Regions from separate parts of the Mus musculus genome. Here region 1 is linked to region 2. Evidence: chromatin contacts called from public HiChIP or PLAC-seq data. All regions are on one chromosome and are shown on one strand. The core of a region is the stretch at or near the end of the contact, and the rest is flanking DNA. Distances in the headings are between cores, read along the strand shown. Region 1 holds the start of Emb (embigin). Region 2 overlaps Parp8 (poly (ADP-ribose) polymerase family, member 8).

Evidence for each region. HiChIP or PLAC-seq counts read pairs in DNA pulled down with a chosen protein or histone mark.
Region 1: an H3K4me3 HiChIP or PLAC-seq map of bone marrow-derived macrophages shows a contact between it and region 2, with 4 times the contacts expected there. The contact joins the promoter of Emb here to the enhancer-like site in region 2. A contact is called at or near these places in 2 of 39 promoter capture datasets (the C10 cell line and pre-B cells), 3 of 115 datasets of contacts at active chromatin or transcription factors (bone marrow-derived macrophages and microglia) and 2 of 9 other capture datasets (adipose tissue and liver).

The regions. Positions count from the first base shown.
Region 1 is chr13:117,219,126-117,221,825 of GRCm38.p6, reverse strand. Emb (embigin) reads right to left here and starts at 1,253. Exons shown (of 9, transcript NM_010330.4): 1 at 869-1,253. The coding sequence starts at 977.
Region 2 is chr13:116,948,379-116,951,078 of GRCm38.p6, reverse strand. All of the region lies in intron 3 of Parp8 (poly (ADP-ribose) polymerase family, member 8), which reads left to right. Among named protein-coding and RNA genes, the nearest start is that of Parp8, 76 kb to the left of the region's middle. Within about 2 kb of position 1,333, at least 44 of the 459 cell types and tissues checked have an H3K27ac peak or open chromatin away from gene starts, as enhancers often do. A contact at or near this core is called in bone marrow-derived macrophages, where this site is marked.

The DNA of each region.
Region 1 (2,700 bases), core at 4-2,503, 270 kb before region 2:
GAAATAATTTATAATAGCGCAAAACCTTGTGTGGAATAATGTCTGGATTTAGTTCCCAGTAAAGCCAGTCTTTCAACTGCTTAAGAAAGTTAGTGGTGACTTAAATGGGAGCTAACCTGCCACAGACACAGGAACTTGCACTGAAAAGCATTGGATCGCTTGCAACACATAAAGTATAAAAAGGTGAGTTAAGGTGGCAAAATAGATCTTGACCCGGTAATGTTTTTCACGGAAATCCTTCTGTCCGCATGCCGTAAACACGCAACCCAACACCCTTGAAAAATGTTTTGTTTTTATAAAGATTGTTATGAAAAGACAACACACACGTCTAATTTTCTTATCTGGGCTTGTTTGAGTTGGCTGGCTATCGCGATTTTTACCCTCTGCTCTAAAAATCATACTCAATTTCAACACCTGCCAGGAGGAAAGGTGATACGAGAGCCTCGCTGTGGCTCTAATGAAGGGAGCCGGCCTCGCGGAATGTGGACTCATAATCATGCCACACTAGCAGAAGCCCCCAGTCTCCCCCGCACAAACCCACGCACTCTATTTGCCCACTTCCTAGGAAAAATCCGACCCTGTCTCACTACCAGCTCCCAGGATCAAACTGAGCTTTACTGGGACGGGATCATCCCTATACCCGGCGGATGCGGAGCCACCCGGGCTCCCACGTTTCCTCCTTGGGTAACCCGCGCCCAGCCAATGAAAGGCCACCCCCCTCTCCGCTCCGTAGCCGCCTGCGCCTGCATCCCCGCGGCCCCTGCGCGAGCGGCAAGGGATGTCGTCGGGCTGGAGGGTCGCCGCCACTGAGCCTCTTCCGGTGAACCCAGAGCCCTCCCCGCGCCAGCCCCCCGAACCCCCCAGGTACCTGTGGGATCGCCCTCAGCCGGATCAGGGCGCGTCGCCGCCAGAAGACATAGAAGGAGGAGCGGGTAACCAGGCGCCACAAGCGCCCTCAGGCCAGTGTGCGAGCGCATGGCGCGGGCGGGTCTGTCCAGGAGGTCGCTAAGGCACCCTCAGCTCGCTGCGATCCGTCTCCGTTGGTCCCTGTGTACACTTGCTGGTAACTGGGCGCCCACTGCCAGTCCTGGGGACAGGACACTCGAGAATAAACCGAGTGGGAGGGGCCCGGCCGCCCTGGCCTCCACCCCCGAGACGCTCCCAGCGCAATTGCGCCGGCCTTCCATCAATTATGCAGCCCGCAGCCCGCTACCGGCGCGCCCGGATGTGCTGTGCAACCTCGGCGCCGAATCCTCTCCCGCCCCCACCCTCTGGCTAACACAGGTTGGGGAGGGACCTAGCTCCTGGAGCCAGCCAGGTGTGTGTACCCCATCACCTCCCGGAGGGGTTGCAACTCCCCACAGAGTGTTCTTTCCATCCGTTGGATGGGTTCACACATTTACTTTGATGTGACAGGTGAAAAGGACCGGATAGTTCTGCTCCTATACATCTTTGGATGTGCAAAGGTTTCTTCTTACCAGACCGAGGGCGCTATTCAGTGCCCCCAAGCCCGGTACTTAAATTAATGTTTCTCAGAGCTTTCTATTAGTCGTGCATACCCTCCCCCTCTGAAGGTTTGGCCAGTTCCCTCCGGATTAAGATTTCAGAGTCCCTAGGCCCCACAGTGTGTTTCCCTTTGTTTGCTTGCGGCAACAGCTCTCCTGGCGCCAAAGAGCTCACCAAACAAAAACTAAGTTAAGGGGATTCTGTGTAAATGGCAGAAGGCCATTCATCTTTGTCAAACATTGTGGAATACAATGTTATCTCTTACCCACGCGGGGCCGGAGGTTGAAGTTTCTTACTCTCCTATCAAATAAATTGAGATAGTTCAAAACAATTGTTTTCCTATTCAGCGGGAAAGGCGTCTAGGTTAAAACTAGTGAGCCTTAAATCCGGGGCACTCAGCAAGCCCTACTTAGTAGCCCTTTGTCCCTTAGGAACCTCCACTCAGGTAAAACTGAAGGAAGGAATTAAAGAATGATGTGGTATGAAGCAGAGCTGGAGTTAATTAAAAAGAGGGTTTTCTCAGAGTAGATTTAAATATGAGGGCTAATAACAATAAGACACATCCAAGACCAGGTGCATGGGTTTCAGAGCTGTGTTTTAACAGTAACCATAAAGACCATTTTGGTGGCTCCCAAGTTACAACTCAAAGGGGCTGCTAAGAGCCCCTCCCCCCATCCCTCCTTTTTGTAGGGTGGCTACAGGGGCGCCTTTCGTGGAGTTACAGTCTGATAAGATCAAAACATGGACTGCAAGCGTTCTACCGGATAGTTAAGACATTTCCTTTTGTTGTAAATGGGGTTGCAGGTGAGATTCCTGGAAAACTGTGGGCTTATACATGGAGAAGAAGAAAAGTCATGTCATTTACGCTGAGGGCATTAAACGCGACCCGTAGCAATTTTTACCTTTTTGTTTGAGGTCTCTATGAAGATAATAGTGTCTCTGTGTAACACAGCAAATACTAGTTGTGATGGAATGCTTGCCTGAGGTGGGGGCAGGTCTATTATTATTATTATTATTATTATTATTATTATTATTATTATTATATATGAGTACATTGTAGCTGTCTTCAGACCACCAGAAGAGGGCATCAGATCTCATTACAGATGATTGTGAGCCACCATGTGGTTGCTGGGATTTGAACTCAGAACCTCTGGAAGAACAGTCAGTGCTCTTAACCTCTGAGCCATCTCTCCA
Region 2 (2,700 bases), core at 84-2,583:
TCAGCTATACTTTGGAAAACAGTACCCAAGCAGCAGCAATATCTAAAGGGATCTCCACAACTAGATGTCCCGCACCAGTTAATTCTGTTCCGTGTTGTCCTCCTTTCCTTGGCTCTGAGATCAACAGTGTATTTTCTGCTTCTTACGAAGAGAAGCCTACATGCCAGTGTCCCACTGAGATGCACGTCCAGACTGTTGTCAGAGTCAGAGTATTGTCAGAACTTGCCTCTCCCTTCCTAGAACCACACAGCTTCCTGTCTTGGTTGTTTATGGATTTGAGGCATTGCATAGTCACTTGCTTAAGAATAAATTGTATTCATTAATTGAATGCTCATCAATTAACTTCATGATCAAAATATGTCAGTGTAATTGTACCTTTCGATTTAGTCTTGTGAGAATAAAACATTGTTTCCAAAGCTTAGTGAACAGTAAAAGCATACTTGATTTTAGTAAGATACCCTCCCCGCCTACCTACTGATAACTGATCTAGAGACTGAGAGCTGCAGCTCGCCCCGTCGGGTTGATGTCTTAACCTGATATCAAAGACTGCATTCCAGAAGGAAGCAAGAGTAGTGTTGAGGAGTCTGTGGCTATCTAATACCAGCTCAACACACACAGGTCTGGAAGACTGACTCAGAGAGACAGACATTTGTGGTCCTGCATTTTTTTTCCTTGTAATCTATCTACTTACACTTTTTTTGAAGTTCTTCTGTAAAAGTTCGGAATTGTATCACTTGAAACTCTAAATTGAGGCCCTTGGTATTACGAAGATCATATGCCCCAGTACAGGGGAATGCCAAGGCCAGGAATCAGGAGTGGGTGGCTTGGGGAGCAGGGTAGGCGGGGAGGGTATAGGGGGATTTGGGGATAGCATTTGAAATGTAAATGAAGAAAATATCTAATAAAATGCCTTAAACATTAAAGTACAAAATGATTAGAAGAAAAATTAACTCGTTACTATATTCTACATGTCAGATTCAGTAGGCATTAGGCATAGCATGAAAATATAGTTAGTATTCAATGCAAATTAGGATACTAAAAATTAGACATATTTAAAAAAATATGTCTGTAAAATTCAGATGGTTTCAGTTTGGCAAACAAAAATATTTCCTGCTAGCTTAACACAATGAAAAGAAAGTCATGGTTCATGAGTTAAACATTTAGAATGAAAGTTGATGAGGGATCTTTCTCTGTCTGTGAACTTTTCTACAGTCTCTGTCCCCCCCCCCCCCCACACACACAACAGCCCCCGTGTGCACTCATGCATGTAGCCAATGTATCCATGGATTAGCTTGCTTGTGGGTGTCCTAAGGCTCTAGCAGATACAGAACTTCCTCATTCCCATGCAGGACGAATGAGTGAGTTATTTCTTGCATAATCATTTTCTAAAAGTCCAAGCTGTGCTCTGGACTAGCCACCCTGAAGCACGGAACAAAAGCCTTTGGGAACCCTGTTAGCAAAGAGGTGTAATATGCTTTTGTTTTATGTTTTGAATTTAAAGCGTGTGTGTGTGTGTGTGTGTGTGTGTGTGTACAGAGGACACTTTGTATGTTGGTCTCTCCTGTCTTTACATAGGTTCAAGAGATAGAACGTAAGTTGTCAGGCTTGAACAGAAAGCAGTTTTATCTGCCATCTTACTTTGTTGTTCTTGTTTGGGGTGGTGGTTTGTCCATTTGTTTGAGAAAGAGAATTATATAGCCCTGACTGGCTTCAAGCCACCATGCAATACAGCATGACTTTGAACTTGTGACCCTTCTTTCCATACCTCCCGAGTGTGCTACCACATCTAGGTATAGCACGTGCTGAGGATCAAACCCGGGTGCTTTTTCTTCGGCGGCATTGTCAGCTCTTGGGATCTGTTGCTGATTGGCTTGTTCAGTGAGCTTTCCTCTCCTACCTCATGAGGGGAATTTTTTTTCATACAATCTTTAAAGAGAAGCTGGGGAGGGAAAGCAGTGGAGAGATTTTGAGGAGACCTGGTGTTATCTGTGCCTATGGAATTTTGTTTCTTTTCGGTCTTTAATGTGAGGCAGGGCAGGGAGTGGAGAAGTCATTTTCACTGATGGAGTCTCATCACACAAGCAGCCTTCCTCTGCATATCATCCTCCGTGTAACCTGCAGACAGCACTCAGCAGGAGATGGTATCTCCTAACCAAATAAGCAGCAGGCAGTCTAACTCACTTATATAGAGCACAGTTCAAGCTCAATACAAGCTTAATACAGGCCATCCTTTGTCTTTATGTGTGGTGTGGTCTTCAAGTTTTGAATGATTGTTATTATTTGTAAAGTCATTTTGAATGTGTTTATTTATCATTGAAAGACAAAAGGATTTGTAGGTTATAAATAAACACTAATCGCACAAATATAGTATTCTCCATGGTAAGTGAGTGACATTCTTCTACTTAAATATACTGTAGACTTTTGCATGGAACTAAATCATTGTAAAAATACTAAAGACAGAAACTCGGCTGTTTAAAGACAAAACGACAATGTGCATCACTATTAATTACCAAGAAGAATGTAGGGGCTTCTGCATTCATAGACCTATGGGAGAAGCAGGTGGGCGTGAGTCTTGCAAATGGGTGTGTAATTTCCAACGGTGGCTGCTCTGGCTGAGATCCACAAGCCTGGGGAGAGATAAGAAAGCATTTGTGAAAACGTCACATTTGAGCCAAGATCTCAGAGGCAAAAGTAATGTCA